2 separate regions of the Sus scrofa genome follow, and region 1 is linked to region 2. The links are chromatin contacts, called in public Hi-C maps. All regions are on one chromosome and are shown on one strand. The core of a region is the stretch at or near the end of the contact, and the rest is flanking DNA. Distances in the headings are between cores, read along the strand shown. Region 1 has its middle 58 kb from the start of TEAD4. Region 2 has its middle 73 kb from the start of TSPAN9.

Evidence for each region. Hi-C and Micro-C count contacts between places; a contact is called where the count stands out from the background.
Region 1: a contact with region 2 is called in a Hi-C map of liver, with 3 times the contacts expected there. The contact joins two enhancer-like sites. A contact is called at or near these places in 1 of 5 promoter capture datasets (liver), 13 of 47 Hi-C or Micro-C datasets (adipose tissue, brain, fetal heart ventricle and 6 more) and 1 of 2 datasets of contacts at active chromatin or transcription factors (skeletal muscle).

What each region holds. Positions count from the first base shown.
Region 1 is chr5:67,108,130-67,111,088 of Sscrofa11.1, forward strand. No RefSeq gene overlaps it. Among named protein-coding and RNA genes, the nearest start is that of TEAD4, 58 kb to the right of the region's middle. Within about 2 kb of position 1,587, at least 8 of the 83 cell types and tissues checked have an H3K27ac peak or open chromatin away from gene starts, as enhancers often do. A contact at or near this core is called in liver, where this site is marked.
Region 2 is chr5:67,066,501-67,069,493 of Sscrofa11.1, forward strand. It overlaps a transcript of TSPAN9 not described here. Among named protein-coding and RNA genes, the nearest start is that of TSPAN9, 73 kb to the left of the region's middle. Within about 2 kb of position 1,376, at least 9 of the 83 cell types and tissues checked have an H3K27ac peak or open chromatin away from gene starts, as enhancers often do. A contact at or near this core is called in liver, where this site is marked.

The DNA of each region.
Region 1 (2,959 bases), core at 337-2,836, 42 kb after region 2:
AAGCAATGGAGGACACAGAAAGGCTTGTGTGCTCAGGAGCCCCACAGAGCAATAGCTGGTTTACAATCTTACTGTAAAAACACTGGGAGGCAGCTTGTGTGGTAGCATCCCCAACTCTTTGGGGCCAGACTGACCTGGGATTGAACTCTGGCTCTGCCTTTTAGGGGCTGTGTCCTCTCCCTCTCCAGGCCTATGAGATTGGGATTTAAATTTCTTTTTTATTTTTGTTTTGCATTTTAGGGCTGTGCCTGGGGCGTATGGAAGTTCCTGGGCTAGGGGTCGAATCAGAGCTGCAAGATCCGAGCCTCTCAATCTGCAACACACACCACAGCTCATGGCAATGCCAGATCCTTAGCCCACTGAGCAAGACTGGGGATCGAACCTGTATCCTCATGGATACCAGTTGGTTTCATTGCTACTGAGCCACAACAGGAACTCCCAAAATTGGGGTTTAATAATACTGATCCCAAAGGGTTGATGGGATGACCAAGATGGTGGAGGCACAACATTAGATGCATGGCAGGTGCAAACATTAGCCTCTCCTGCCCTTTAATGAGAGATAAGCAAATCTGAAATAATAGGATTATGGAGCCTCGGGTTGGAAGAAACCTTAGAAGAATCCCCTCAGCAATAACCCAGAAAGTGTCCACACTGCTCACCCTCCCTCCAGAGCTGGAGCACTCATAACTCTGAAGGGGTTTACAGCTGGGAGAAAAGCTATGGGGGTAAGGAAGTATTCAGCCTTGAAGTCTGGGGCAGACACGTACCCACCTCATCCACTGAGGACAAAACTCAAACAAATGACCCGACAAAGGAGGCAGGACATTCTTAGGGCAGGAAGACATAGAAGGGAATTATGACAACTCCCAAAACACAAGGTCACAGTTTTTGTTTGTATGTTTGTTCTTTTTAGAGCTATTCCTACGGCATTTGGTAGTTCCTAGCATATAGAAGTTCCCGGGACTAGGGCTTGAATTGGCGCTGCAGCCACAGGCCTATGCCACAGACACTGCCATGCAACAATGGATCCTTAGCCCACTGAGTGAGGCCAGGGATCAAACCCACATCCTCGTGGATACTAGCCAGGTTCTTAACCTGCTGAACTACATGAGGAACTCCCCACAAGGTCAAAGTTTAAAGGACCTTGTTTACAGGTCCAGGAGTGTCAGGGAGTTTCTGTCCTGGGGAGTCTGAAAATGCTGAGGAAAAACCCCCATGGATGGGATGCCCATACCCAGGATCTTGGGGCACAGCCCATTTATTCCTCCTGTCCTAGCATCATTACTTTCACTCTCAAAGTATCTTGGTTTGGACAATAAATTACATGTCACGTTAACTCTGAACAAAGGCAGCCCTCCAAAGAGCTTCTTCCAGCCCTGGACAACAGCAGTTCTGCTGGAATTTCTAGATCCCCAGAGACGTCAAGAAATGGTGTGTTAGTTTATCCCCTTGAAATCACCAAATCAAATCAAAAATGATAATAAGCAAAAAAAAAAAAAAAAGTCAGAGCTAAGGGACCGGCAGGGTCTGCTGAATTGTGACACCTAGTGGGGAGAGTCCACACTGCTGGAGGCTGGGTTTGGGAACACTCCACGTTGCCCATTGGATTCTTCAAGTCAGCTGGTAAAGCAAAGGACAGCAACAGTTACCAAGGGCTATGTACCAGGCCTGGTTCCAAGTCCCTTACCTGTGCTAATTCGTTGAATCCACATAATCACCCTCCGAGGCAGGGTCTCACTGTCATCCCTCCACCTTACGGAGGAGGAAAGTGAGGCTCAAACGGTTAGGTAATTTCCTCCAGGTCATTTAGCCAGTAAATGGGCATGGGACTGCTGCCTCAGCCAGCCTCCACCAGCCAGAGGCACAAAGCTACTTCAGAGGTCATGTCCCCCATCTAGAGTGACTTCAGCCAACCCTCTGACGTGGAGATGGTACGAAGAAACAGTGTGAGGCAGGGTGTACCAGGCCTGTTTCCATATCTACCAGGAAAGAGTGGTAGTTTCTGCATCTACCAGGGATGAAAATTGGGCCATTAAATCAGACAATGAGAAAATTATATTATACATCTGGTGTTTTTTTGTTTGTTTTCTTTCTTTCTTTCTTCTTTTGGCTGCTCCCGTGGCACATGGAGTTCCCAGGCCAAGGAGCAGATTCAAATCCGAGCCAAAGTTAGGGCTGCACCTGTGGCATATGAAGGTTCCCAGGCTAGGGATTCAATCAGAGCTGTAGCCACCCGCCTAGGCTACAGCCACAGCAACACCAGATCCAAGTCGTGTCTGCGACCTACACCACAGCTCACAGCAACACCAGATCCTTAACCCACTGATCGAGGCCAGGAATTGAACCCACAACCTCATGGCTCCTAGTCAGATTCGTTTCTGCTAAGCCCCGACAGGAACTCCGAGTGTCCTGTATTGTAACTGCTAAATCTGGCAACCCTACTTTGTTGTTGTCATCACTGAAACAGTTGGAAAACATAGTCAAAGGTCTGCAAACGTTTTCTGTAAAGGGCCAGCTACTAAATATTTTAGACTTTGCATGCCATACAGTTTCCGTCACAACTACTCGACTCTGCTCCTGTAGTACAAAAGCAGCCATAGACGACACGTCATGAGTGAGCAGACATTGGGCCATCGTATGCCAACCCCCAGACCAACTTAGGGCCCTCAGACCCCTGGCTACCCTTGGATGTGTTGTAGGGGCAAGACTGGCTTGGGTACATGTTCTCAGACTGAACATAATGAATACCAGTCATTGGGAGTGGCTGTGCCCATGGGCATGCATGACCCAAGGTGGGTCAATGCCTGCAGAGAGCATGCACATGTAAAGCGGGTTTGTTGGAGCCACCTAGGTTTTACAAGGTCTTGGCCAGCCCCTGTCTGAAGAAATGCAGGTTCTATGCTGGGATTCCTGGTAGTCAACATGCACTCTGAAATGCAGAGGCAGAAGGCACAGAAAA
Region 2 (2,993 bases), core at 126-2,625:
CATATGCTTACTTCCTCAGTATAAATTCTAAGGAACAGGGAGTTTCCACTGTGGCTCAATGGGTTAATGATCTGGCTTCTCTCTGTGGTGTTGCTCGTTCGATCTCCAGCCCAGCACAGTGAGTTAAGGACCCGTCATTACTACAGCTATGGCAGATGTGGGTCAGATTCGATCCCTGGGCCCAGGAACTTCCATTTACTGTGGATGTAGCCAAAAAAGGAAAAGAGAAAAGAAAAGGAAAAGAAAAAAAATTCCAAAGAACAGAATTACTGACTCAGAATGAATATTTCTCAGGCTGTTAATATACATTCACAAATAACTGCACTAAAAATAATTCTCAGCTACGTTGCATTTTTGCAACTCTAGACATACATGGCACTTACATCTCAGTGTTTTCTACATGGACCAGTGTCAATCATGCTGACAGCTAAATCAGTCCTATGGGCCAGGAATCTCCCACTTCTGTTCGGAAGCATCTCTTCTGCTATGTGCTCTTTTAGCAGCAAAAATGTGGTGCCAGATCACACTGGCAGCGCCACTGTCAGCACCAATCACATTGTCTCGCATCAGAGCAAGTTGATCACACGCCTATTCCGCTGTTGGCTGTAAACCCCAGGAACGGGGCCCCGCTCCCCAGGGCATCCTCCCTACACAGCTCCTTTCACACCTCTATCACTGGTTCCCAGTCTCTTCTTTAACTCTTCCACACCATGTCCCTCCCTGGGAAGTCCTATGTCACAGGACACTAATGTGAGGAGGATATGCTGTCTTAAGCAGGCTCCTTACCCTCAGATGCCTCATCTGTAAAATGGGGGTAACGAGAGCCCCTCTGAGAGTTAATGGAAGGATTATGTTGGATAAACTCACAAAAAGTGCTACTTAGTAATAAGCATGATAGGGACCCAGAAAATACACAAAAAACAATTGCTTTTGTTTAAAAAAGAATCATAATACACAATAACAAACCCACCAAAAAATTGCTTAATCCTCTACCCACTGGAGGAGATTAAAGAATTCTACAGCTGTCTTTCTCATCTGAAGCTTATCCAGGTCCTGGACGCCTGGGTAGAGACTCAGAACCCCAGGGACCGCGCCAAACCCACAGAACCTCAAACCAAGGGTGAAGGGGTCTGGCAAAGCTTGACTTGGAAATGCAGGCGGGCAGCTGGTCAGCATGGAACCACAGACGCTCAGCATCAGCTGTGCACAGAGAAGCAGAGAGACCCAAAAGCAACAGCCTGAAGCTGCCCCAACCCGGAGAGGACCCTGGGACACCCAGAGCAAGCAGAGCAACCGGCTCCTCCCACCTGGGAGCCTGGAAGCCGGTGACTGGCCCAGCACCACTCCCCAACTGACCCTGACTATCCGTTATTGTTCATTGACAGTGCTGGGAGTTGAGTCACCATGGCATTGTCCGGCCATTCTATCAGGAGGAAACAGCTGGACAGACCAACACCAAGTGCAGGAAACCTCCACATCCACCAGAGCCCCCACCGCCCCAGGACCCTGCCCTGTTTGGGAGGCCCAGCATCAGCATCCTGCCGGCCTGCCCAGGGGGCCTGGCCAATAGCAGACATCCCTATTCCTGCCCCTGTCTGCCTGGAGCAAAATACAAGCTCTTTCTGTGGCACTTTGGTAATGCTCCTTGAGGTGGGGAGGTGGGTCTCCCGGGTTCAACCTGCCAGTACACAGAAAGCAAGGTGCAGGAGGACAGGCAGTACACAAAAAGCCATCAAAGCCTTTTGAAAAGACTCAGGCTTTTCTCTGGACTGAAACATGAGCAAGCAGAGACCACCTCACTGGCACAGCACAGGACAGGGCTGGGGACACACCTCACGGGAAGGGGGATTCTTGCCAACTTCCTCATCTAGAGGCTTGACCTAGGGCTTCTCTGCTCCAACAGAGGACCCAGAATCCCTGCTGGGTGTGGTTCACAGTTCACCGTCAGAAAGCCAAGCCTGCCTCCTGCCCCCTGCACTGCAGCCCTACTGACCTACAGTGGGGGTTAGAGGGCACCCTTAAATCAAGGTTTGCAAACTCAAGCGCCTGCAGAGGCAGGTGGAACATGTAAATTAGTGACTCCCCGCGCTGTGCCAGGAGTGGATCAGGAAAGCACAGGCCCCGCCTGAAGGTGGTGCCTGCAACTGAGACACAGCCAATTGTCGCCTCCAGGAGGGTGGGCTCCAGGCAACTAGACCTCATTTCAGCTCTAAAAAGCCAGGAATCTCTAAGTTTGTGAAATCTCTTCAGTGTTTAAACACTGGCTCTAAAAAACAAAAACATCTAGTGGGCTCAAACAAAATGCACCAGTGGCCCAGATCTGACCTAGGGAGCCAGGCTGGAACCTCTGCTCCCAAACTCATCTGTAAGGTGAAGACAAATAAGAGCCTAGTGGGGGAGGATCAGATGGGGTAGGCCTTTCATGTGCTCCTGGCCACCTGACCCATAGAAGGCATGGGACAAACAGGCAGAGCTGGAAGGACCTCCAGGAAGACGCACCCCCAACCTTGTCAGTCTCCTAAAGAGGAAACTTTCAGAGCCCCTGGGTCGGAGCCAAGATCTGCAAATGAGCCCGCAGCAAGAGCCTGCCTGGCTCCAGACCCTGGGCTAAGTCCACAGATCCCAAAAGCCTCTCCCGGTTCCACACAGTTTGTCCCGGGAGGCTCTGCAACTGTCCCTCACGGGTGGGGCCTCGCCATCCGTGACGGGTGGCTCCCCCAAGGTAAGCCTGCCATGCACGGCTTCGTTGCAGCCACGGAAGACAGCCTCACACAGGGCAGGTGAGGGCCTCGGTCACTGTGACCTGATCAGGTGACGGTGGCAATGCTCCTCCCCTCCCCCCACACTCCCGCTTCTACTGAATGTGCTCTGGGCTGAGTTTAGGCCCTGACCAACGCCACACTGAGCTGGAAGGCGATGGAAGAGTGGGCACGAAAGAGCGAGGTTGACATCAACAGGTAGAGAGGCTGAGGCTCAGAGGAGGCCTGTGCAAA